2 separate regions of the Lactuca sativa genome follow, and region 1 is linked to region 2. Evidence: chromatin contacts called from public Hi-C data. All regions are on one chromosome and are shown on one strand. The core of a region is the stretch at or near the end of the contact, and the rest is flanking DNA. Distances in the headings are between cores, read along the strand shown. Region 1 holds the start of LOC111899378 (ankyrin repeat protein SKIP35-like). Region 2 holds the start of LOC111899376.

Region 1 (5,351 bases), core at 569-3,068, 220 kb before region 2:
TTCAAGAATACGCAACTAAAGTCAAACCTAATCACTATCGTTTTCCTTTTATTAATATATGAAATATATGATTGATTAAAATCATCATCAAATAAAATAAATGTCACATAAATAGTAAAATTCATATCAAACATGAGAAAACAAATAACGTAAACAACAAGAAAATCGTTTAAAAGAAGCAAAAAGAACAAAAGGATTTATATCCCCCGTAAACTATTTATAGGACCACATTATTAAAAAAAAATAGTTTTAGGGTACACAGCCGTACAATTTTTAAGATTTCATTTTTAGTTAAAAAAAATGGATAGTGACTTAGTAGGATAATTTGGTTTTTAGTTTGTCCGTATTAAATCACTAAGGTTTTTTTTGTGCGTATTAGACCAATATGATTCTTATTACCGTTTATAAATAGTAATTTTTACCGGTTTCTTTCTATTTAACCCGTAAAAATGACTATTTGTAAACGGTAATAACAATCATATTGGTCTAATACGTACAAAAAAAACCTTTGTGACCTAATACGGACAAACTAGAAACCTAATTACCCTCCTAAGTCATTAACCTTAATTTTAAAGACATTGAGAATATATGATCATCAACAGTAAACTAGTTCGTTTAGAACTCGTGTCGTCTCATATTGACTAGAAGAAGAACCTGCTACTCATCTATATGACGAAGCTTTTCATTTATAGTCGTCGTTTCGGGGACATCCGATAAAATTGGAAAGATACATAGAAGATTAGCATGACCCATGCGCAAAGATGACACACACAAATCGAGAAATGGTCCAAACTTTTTTTAAACCCTTCGTCGTCTTTGCTGTTTATACAATAATTGATAATAGACATCCTTTACAAGTCCTTGTTGGTTTTATATTTCCATTCGTTATCAAATGTAGACATTGATGAGAGGTATCAAAGTGAGATTGTTTTTGTACATATGGATGTGTTCATGTAAATATTTAAATGACAAAAAAGAAGTTATTGATAAAATGTTGCATATTTATGTAATGAAGATCATCAATCATATGAATTTTTGGACTTGGAAATTCTGGAAGATTTGTGTGATAAATTTAAATGGAAGCAACTATTTCCAGTCAAACAAGTCGGTCACATTGATTAGTAAGCATGTTTTCTAAATAATTAGGGTTAATGACTTAGGAGGGTAATTAGGTTTTCAGTTTGTCTATATTAAGTCACTAAGGTTTTTTTTCTGCGTATTATACCAATATGGTTGTTATTATTGTTTAGAAATAGTCATTTTTATTGGTTAAACATGAAGAAACCGGTAAAAAAGACTATTTCTAAACGGTAATAACAACCATATTGGTCTAATACGCACAAAAAAAACCTTAATGACCTAATACGAACAAACTGGAAACTTAATTACCCTCCTAAGTCATTATCCCTTAAAAAAACTTGAAAAGCTTCGATATGTAATATGTTTAACTTAAACAAAAAACTTTTTTTATATTTTTTCAAATTGACTTATATATCTTTTTTTAAAATTATATTCTGTTTAAAATTTAAAAATATCATAATCTTATATATTTTAAAAACTTTTAACTAATTTTATTAAACATTAATATATAAATAAAAATTACAACTTTTATCTTTAAATCGGTAACTGCCAACTAATTTTATCAAAAACTTTTTTAAGTTCTATTCAATCAAAATGAATGATATTCCAATATAAACGAATGGACCAAATAAACCCTGTGGTTTAAATTTTTTCAAACCAGACAACAAATTTACAGACTTCTCAAATTCACCACATATATTCTTTCAAGAAACCAAAAAAACCTAAAAAGATGTATTAACGTAGAGAGAGAAAGAAAGAGAGAGGGGGAGAGAGAGAAGAGAGAGAGAGAGAGAGAGCAGTGGGGAAAGGTAAAGGTGAGGCGAGAAACTCATTTGCAGAAATACCATCCAGCCAAGGTGACTCTCTCTCACACACACGCACTCTCCTTCGACCCTAATCAATCAATCGGTCGATCGATCGATCAGGTTTGTTGTTAATTGTTATCACTAATCTAATCATCTATGCCCATTTGTTTTTTTTCATCCATCTTCTCAACTTTCCTTTTGAGAACTTTTCGTTTTTGGTGTCTATTCTTTCAGATAACGGAACCCAGATTCTTGTGGTAGTTCGGGTGTTCTTGGATTCCATGTTTACGGACGATGATTGTCGGTAATTGGTAAGATAAGGTTGGGACTTGACCGGGTTTTCTGGATTTTATGATGTTTTGGATTTCTTTGCTTGTACCCTTGAAGCCCCTTGTGTGATAAGTTCTAAATTTAGGGAAATTGTTTCTGCGTATGGGGTACAACTTACAACCATCTCTTTTTTCTACAAATTTGACGATGCGTTTAACCTAGATCGTTCCGTGAACAAACAGGAATCTCGAACCGATTTGGGTTTCGTTTTCGCTGAGCGTAAGATCGATTTCCGGATCTCTTTAGTTGTTGCCAGCTGTTTATTGAGATAAGCTCGAGGGAAATAAATCAAAATCAAATCTGTTACATCTGCGATTGTTTATCGGAGAGAAAAACAATCAACGTTTGGGATGCATCCTGCTGCTGCTTCAAGGGATTGATTTTACCATCTTCAAGCTGTTAATCGATCAAGAGCTTTTAGAAAAATGGATAAAAAGAAAGTTGTGGCAGCCGTGGGAGATGAGGAAGCCTTATTTTTGATAGGAAATCATACAAACCATGAATCTGATGAGATGGAAACCGATGAAACTAGAATAGAGACTCAAAATAACGATACTGTAACCTGCAAATCAGACGACAGGGATGATGAAAACGTGGTGTTCTCAAAAGAATCATCACCTCTTGTAAGTAAATCCACCTTGCTCTCAACAGATTCTGGAGCTATAAAATTTGAAAAATGTTCACAAGAGAAGAAACTTAGTAGACAAGATAGGATTGAATTGGGGCGATTGTTTCAAGGTGCAGTGAGTTCCCATGATTGGGAACTTGCAGAAAGTTTGATCTCTTTAGCAGATCCACAAACACTTAATGATGCTCTCTGCATTTCACTCGATTCAATTTGGTTTTTAAGCACCCATCATGAACTCGATGGAATCACTGCTTTAATCAAAACCATAATCTCCAATGGTGCTTCTGATTTCACAAGAGCAGCATTAAGAACTTCCTTCTTAGCTTCATGTGTTTCCGCCTGTCAAAGCCGCACTATGAGCCTTGCAGATACCGTATCCGTAATGGCAAAACGGTAATTTTCTTTTCCCCTTCCTCTTCCTCTTCCTCTTCCTCTTCACCTTTTCTGTTATTTAATCGATAACACCCTGATTTTTTTTTAGGTTACATGAACGATTACAGGAGTGTAATGGGGATGAAGTGTTGAAAGCCGAAGCTGGTGCTAAAGTCCAGAAGTTCACGGAATGGGCATTGAAATGTATAGGATTCCATTCCCGTTGTCAAGGGAACAAAGACAGAGTGAATCAGAATTCCGCTGCTCAAGTTCAATTACAGTTGTCAGCTTTCAAGACTTTCTTGGATCTTGCTGGGAATCATTTAACAGGGAAGGATTTCACAGAAGCATTCGATGCAGCTTGTTTTCCTCTTACTTTATTTTCTAGTTCTTTTGATCCTGGTTGGGCATCAGGTATGTCAGCAACTGCAATTCAAGGGTTGTTGGCCATGTTAGTAGAAGGAGGCGCCGATAATGTCAATCAATGCTTTCTTGAAGCTTCAAGATTCGGAAGCACAGAGCTTGTTCGCATCTTATTGCAAGTAAGTTTTTTTTTTTTTTTTTTTGGATGGAATGGAATCAACGATTCCATTCCATTCTTATCCGATTCCATTCCGATGACTTTCTATTCCAGATTGCTCAAAGAAACAGCTTGGATGTAGACGTTGATTTAGCCCTAGGATTCGCCTCCCACTACTCAAAAATCTCCACCATGGAATGTCTAGTGGAAGAAGGAAACGCGATGGCTTTCCTGGGCCCACTAATGAGAGCCGCCGAACGCGGTTGCATGCAGGTGGTCCAGTGGTTCGTGAAACGAGGCTGCCGGGACATGGAACTGTGTCTAGCCCTTACTGCCGCCACCTCCTCCAGCCAAGTCGACATCGCCGCCTATCTCCTCCCTCACGTCCCCCAACACGTCCTAGCGGCACTCAGCATCGAAATCCTCAAAGCCGCCGGAGAACGCTCCGGCGGCTCCCTCGAAGGTGTCGCCTTCCTCCTCCAATCCAATTTCCTCGGCGACCCTGCCGCCACGTACGCGGTGGCGGATTCGATTTCGCGGTCGGATGACGACTCGGTGGCGCCGGAGCTCCGGGAGTTTTTACAGGAGGAGTGGTCGGAGGCGGCGTTTTTCGCCGGAGTAAGCTCCGGCGAGGTTCATTACTTTAATTTTGTTAGTATTTCAAAGTGGGGTGAGTCTCCGATCAGTTTGATGGATTTACCGGGGCCTTTGAGGGTGGCGATTGCGTATTTACCGCTGTATAGGGAGTGTGTGAAGGCGGGCGGTTGTTTGTTGTCGCAGCAGCTGAGGGGGCGGTTGGTGGAGGCGGTGAAGCGGTTGGGTGGGGTGGTGATGGAGGAGGCAGGACAGGGGCGGGAGCTTTTGGGGGTCTTGGAGCAACACCTTCCTCCATTTTTGTTGAAGGGATGATAATGATGATGATGATGGTATGATATGATGTGATGAAATGTGTTGTGTTTTAAGAAGTGATGAAGAAATTTTGGATCTTTGTGGATCCTGTTGAATGAATGAATGAATGAATGAATCTTGTGTCAAATGATCTTTGTAGAAGTGATATGACAATAGAGATTTGTGAAAGCTTAAGTGGCATTATTCCAATCTTTTAAGAATTTCACTTTGGTAATGTGGTGTTTGGAATTTGCATGAGCTTTTTTCATATTTTTAAAAGATTTAAATATAGTTATTAATCAAATATGGATTAAATGAAATTTGTGTACGAGGGTTCTAAAGTTTGTTTATTAAAAGTAGAATGGTAACTAAATACTCAATTGGCCTTTAAGCATAAGGTGTGTCATACAAAGAGTAAAGACACAAATAGTAAGGATGTCATTTGAAGTTGTTTACCTTTAAATAGTTCCATTTATATGTTTGGAGTTACAAGTCATTTATTTGGATTTCCACATTATTCTAAAAAGTTAATTTTTTTGGAACGACAATATTTTATAATTAAATTAAACAATAAACTAGCAAGGTGTTAGAAAATTAAAAAGAATAGTTGACAAGAGCAGTTACGATTATTCACATCTATTTCAAGGCAAGACGGGTATGGAAGCTACCGTTTCTAAAATGCTAGCAAGCTAGCTTGGTGACTCTCTCAACGGGAATGAGAGTATCG
Region 2 (5,753 bases), core at 1,551-4,050:
TCTAAAGTATATAATGTGGTATATAATGGGAAGTCGAGACATGTAAGTTGGAGACACAATTTTGTAAGACAACTAATTGAAAGTGGTACCATCAAGGTTGTCTATGTCAAGACAAGTAGGAAATTGGAAGATCCGTTTACCAAACCTCTGATGAGAGATTTGGTTAGATCTACCACGAGAGTCATGGGTCTAAAACTACAATAAAATCTCTTGGTGATGGAAACCCAACTTGACATTAGTGCTCCTAATTCTCAATTTTAAAGGGTAACAGTGAAGTCACTAACGATAGAAGGTACTATCATTAATGATAGATCCATGTGAGGTAGGATAGTATGTCGTTGCCGAGAATGAGGTTGAGTTATGACTCTTAACAAAGTTTTGGAGACATCTAACCAACGAAGATGCTATAAAACTTTGCCTATATGATCTAGAGGTGGCGCCGCCTTAAGTGAAGATCAGTGGTTTATCTTCTAAAGGGTCATAAAAAGGGTTTATAGCGCATGACCATATTAGCGCTCAGGGAGAACACAAAGACGACTTGTGATGTGTGGGGGTAAACCAGAGAGGTCATTAAGGTTCGTGGTTTAAACCTATAAGGATACCATCAAATCGGTCTCTTCTTGTTTGTTCTCATTAAACTAAGGTTTAATCTTCGTGACACCTAAGCGACATCATATGTCTGAGTGAAAGGAAACTTTCCAACTTGGTGGGGGATTGTTGGAACTTTATATATATATATATATATATATATATATATATATATATATATATATATATATAAATGAATTGCAAGTTGGTATTTTCCTTTGTATCCCACATTGGTGGGAGGAAGAAATATTTGTGGGTTTATAAGCTTATTCCCTCCATAGGCCATCAAAGGCTTTAGTGGATCAAAGGAATGGGCCAAGCCCACACGTGCGCCTAGCCTAGCCTAGCACTAGCCAACGCCGCGAGTGCGCGAAATGGCGCGATTTAGGTGCACGACGCATTGGTCGCTAGGAGCCAAGGAGCTTTTATTTTTGACGAGTTCGGGTCAAGCCGATTTGACCGTTCCGGTCAATGGTTGACCGCCGTTGACTTCATGGAGGACAAGTGCGAATTATCTAGAAGGATCAGGAAACAACTTGCTTGGAGAGCAAGTCGTTGCCCTAGGGTTTCTAGGGGCCGACCTATGAGGGCCCGTTTCATGCCTTCTAGGGTTTCGACACCTATAAATATTGATCCTTAGGAGCCGTATTTGACACACACAAAAATTCGAAGCTCTCTCCCTCTCTGTGTGATTTTCTTCAAGTTTCCGAGTATTCACTTTGTGTTTATCGATTTCCAATGTTGTTGGATAATCGATAGATCTGCATTAAATCCTGGGGTTTTACTTTGTTGCTTATAGCCAATAGAAGCGAAGTAAAAACCTTTAAGGACAGGAGTCCGATCCGTGTAGTTATTCCACGTCCAAGATCAACCGTCAATAGGCTGGGAGCCGAGGAGCTTTTATTTTTGACGAGTTCGGGTCAAGCTGATTTGACCGATCCGATTAATGGTTGACTGTCGTTGACTTCATGGAGCACAAGTCCGAATTATCTGGAAGGATCAGGAAACAACTTGCTTGGAGAGCAAGTCGTTGCCCTAGGGTTTCTAGGGGCCGACCTATAAGGGTCGTTTCATGCCTTCTACGGTTTCAGCATCTATAAATACTGATCCTTAGGAGCCGTATTTGACACTCACGAAAATTCGAAGCTCTCTCCCTCTCTCTGCGATTTTCTTCAAGTTTCCGAGTATTCACTTTGTGTTTATCGATTTCCAATGCTGTTGGATAATCGATAGATCTGCATTAAATCCTGGGGTTTTACTTTGTTGCTTACATCCAATATAAGCGAAGAAAAAACCTTTAAGGACAAGAGTTCGATCCGTGCAGTTATTCCATGTTCAAGATCAACCATTAATAGGTCGGTTTTACATTATTGTTTTGTTTTTTAATTTCGTCCAACAGGATACTCTCCTTCTACCTTTATTATAGTCAGATCTAATCGAGAATGATCAATCTAGTTTCTAGACGAAAGTTGGTAATCATATTAATAATAATTGAATCTATTATTCGCAACTAATCGACATATAATTCTCTATATTATTTGTCTGTTTCCTTACTTGTCTACATGCACTTTACTTGTACATAAAATATCGAACCATTAAATTTAAGGTGTTGTTTTTTTAAAAAAGGTCGGTTTGACCCTTTAGTTCCTTTTCTTTACTTGCTTGCCCTTAGCTATCCTATAATTGCAACATTGGTCTTTTACTATTTTATCTTTACTTGGTTGCTTTTTTTCCTTCCATACTTATCTAAAATTTAATTTGCATTAACTACATTAAGTTAATAAACATTTTGTAGCAACCTACTTACCTTCCAAAGTTCATATCAATCATTCTTTATACATTTTAACAAGCAAAATTGTGAAATACTCTACAAAACCAAAAAAAAGGTTATATTATAGAAGAGACCATTTTAGTGATTTTGCAATTCACAAAAACCAAATTGAGAACCATCCTATCTTTTTATTACAAGATCAAAGGTAGTCAATTCAAATTTATTAAATGGGTATTTTTATGATTAGTCACATCTTTAAATATAAATATCAAAATTGTCATTTAATAACATTAACTAATACTTTATTTCTTTCCAAATTTAAAAAATTATTCATTATTCCAACCACCACCTAATCACTTCTCAAATATTTATACAAAAAAAAAAAAAAAAAAAAAAAAAAAAAACGTACTATTAATTTATTTGGTCCTAAATTTTCTTTTGCTCGTTGCCTTTTTGAATGAACCCCCTCGCAATCGGTAAAAACCCCAGGGTTGTCTGCAATTCCCCAAATCGCACCTTCTCTCTCCCACTACTCATTTTCAGTGAATCAGGCGCTCTTGCTCCACCGAGATCGGCGACTACTAACCGCCGTCAATTCTGCAGCCGTGTGAGAACTCAGGCAAGGCGGTGAACGTCTACTGATGGTACTGATGTTACTATCCTGATGTCGGCTCCTATGCTCTTCGATCTCTTTTTACATTTCTTGGTAACATCACGTACTCAGTAATTGCTTTTGCAATGTGAATTTACTGAATTGTGTTGTTTAGCTGAAGCATAATTTAAAAGTTAATACTTTTTTCTTCGCGTTTAGGTTAGCTTTTAATAGGTGTTGAAGCCTGTTAGAATTCATTGTTCGATTGTCATTATGGATTTTCCTTAGTTGATTTAGGATTTTTCCTTTTCTTTTGTTATTCTAGATTTGTGACATTTTTCTATTTGTAAACTGTGATTTAGACATGGTTTTTGGGGGAAATCAACATGAAAGTTCACCATTTGTTAAAATTATCTTCTTTTTGAACTTTTTAACCCTAAAGCTCATCATATGGATCTGAAACTATGCAGATGTGTTTTGATGGCATTTGCAAATCTTAGATGGTTTGCTTTTACTTTGACATAATGCTTAGAATATCTCCATCTATCATGTTCTGTATCACTGTATGGTTTCAGTTTATTAGCTATCTGTTCATATGGAAGTAAAAGACACTTATAGTTCATGATAAGATCATAAGCTCATAAGCTCATATGATTATACCTCTTTGCAATGCAGTGTACATTTGGTGGTTTATGAGAAACTAGAAAGTAACTTCATGGTAACAGAATTCTGACTTTCTGAGTAATCAATTCAAGTCAATAAGCATGGAAAAACACATCCCAGATTGCCCATACCCCGGATGCTTTTTCTGTGTCATGAAAGAAGGAAACCCAAACAAACGAAGAGCAAGCATCATGAAGTTTTTCAGAGAGCTTCCTTCACAAGATGATGATGGTCAAGTTCTCCCAATAAGTGGCCTTTGGAACACAGCCATGGCACATCCTAATGATCCAGAGTTCATAGAATTAGGTATCTTTGAATGCATGTCAGCTCTCATTTGGAAAGGCTTAAAGAATCGCAGATGGCTATCTCATGATCAAAACATCTACATCCCTTATTATGCTGCACATATAATCGGATCATACACCATGAACATGGAAGATTTTGCAGAAACTGCAGTGAATGCAGGGGTAATCCCACCTTTGGTTGAACTTTTGAGAGGCAGATTAACTTGGGTTGAACAAAGAGTTGCTGTAAGAGCTTTAGGACATTTAGCTACATATGCAAGCACATTCCCTGCTGTTTCAAGTCATGGAGAGATTCTTGAACTTTGTATACAATTAGCAATGAGTTCACTTGAGATTGTTTACTCTCACTTTTATCAGTATGCTGACAGAAGACTTAGTTACCATTGTGATCTTTTGACACGTGGCATGGGTGGTGTAGAGATGGAATCAAGGAAAGCTGAGGAATGGGCTAGTCAATTACAGTGTTGGTCTCTTCAACTTATAAATTGTTTTGCTTTTAAGCCTGAGTTTCTTTCTACAATATGCAAACCTGAGTTTCTTGTGAAACTTCCTGGAATGTGGGGTGGACTTGTGAATGAAAATTCACCAGCAGGTATTGGGTTATTGAGAACAATTTGTCATCATAAATTTGGAAGAGGACCTGTTAGCAGTTGCCCAGGGGTAATTGAGTCATTATGTAATATTGCACGATCTTCAGATGACTGGCAATATATGGCTATTGATTGTCTTCTATGGTTGCTTCAAGATCCTAATACCTTCCATAAGGTAATATCTAATAAACTTAACAAGATAAAATTTAACTCATTTATAATTTATTATTTTATCCAGGGCAAATTACAAAAAAAGAAAAAAACATTATAATTTGGGCAGTATTACGGTTTATCCACTAATACTTTTATCATTTTCTAATCAAACCATACAAGTTTCATTCATTTTCCAAATTAACCATTTTGAAATGTTATATCAGGTCAAAATGGTAAATTCAGAAGAAAAAAATTCTGAAACTTTTATGGTTTGATTGGAAAAAGATAATGTATAAGCAATAAAACCGCAAAATCGCCCAAAATTTAAAGTTTTTTTTTATTACCTGTAATTTTCCCTTTTGTTTATATTCTAACCATTTTTTAGTACTCTAAATATATATAACTGATTTTTATTTTTGTTTATTTCAATATATTTAGTGTTAATCTCATAAAAGACCTTATATTTTGTGTTTTTTTTTTTTTCCCGGATCAAACCTCAACTTTATTTTTTTCATGAAAAAAAGACCTTGCATTTTTTTCTTTTTTCCGATCTAGCCCTTTTAGTCTTTTTTCCCTAAAAAAAAGACTATAAAATGTGAGGGGTTTTTTCAGAAAAAACTAAAAAAGTTGAGGATTTCTTTGGAAACATTCGAAGGTTGAGGGTTTTTTTCCGAAAAAAAAAAGAAGACAAAGTTGATGGGTTTTTTTGGAAAAATTGAAAAAATACAAGGTCTTTTTCATTAAAAAAAAAACATGATGATGACAGAGTTGAATTCCATCCATTCAACAACCAAACACGCCGGAATGGAATCTCGAATTCCAATTCCATCCTCAATCCAAAACCTCACAACATTCCATTCCTTACAGGTGATCGAAAAAGCAGCACCAGCAGTTCTGGACCTCGCAGAAATCCAAACCCTCGGGGACCACAAAAAACTCGGGGATTCCATCCTCAACGTCCTCCAAGAATCCATCAATTCCACCGGAAACCGCAATTCCATCAGCAACCGAACCCAAGAAGACATCGAATCCCTCCTCGATTCCCGCGAACGTTTCAAATGGGAAAAATCCATGCCAAAAGAAGACCTCCA

Evidence for each region. Hi-C and Micro-C count contacts between places; a contact is called where the count stands out from the background.
Region 1: a Hi-C map of leaf shows a contact between it and region 2, with 4 times the contacts expected there. The contact joins the promoter of LOC111899378 here to the promoter of LOC111899376 in region 2. A contact is called at or near these places in 2 of 4 Hi-C or Micro-C datasets (both in leaf).

Annotation. Positions count from the first base shown.
Region 1 is chr1:99,286,740-99,292,090 of Lsat_Salinas_v11, reverse strand. It overlaps LOC111899378 (ankyrin repeat protein SKIP35-like), which reads left to right and starts at 1,818. Exons shown (of 5, transcript XM_052771749.1): 1 at 1,818-2,006; 2 at 2,121-2,323; 3 at 2,399-3,237; 4 at 3,326-3,758; 5 at 3,851-4,859. The coding sequence starts at 2,642. The coding sequence ends at 4,645. It overlaps LOC111899490 (U6 spliceosomal RNA), which reads left to right and starts at 695; the gene lies at 695-797.
Region 2 is chr1:99,071,719-99,077,471 of Lsat_Salinas_v11, reverse strand. LOC111899376 reads left to right here and starts at 2,800. Exons shown (of 4, transcript XM_052771742.1): 1 at 2,800-3,065; 2 at 3,627-4,684; 3 at 5,530-5,753. The coding sequence starts at 3,716.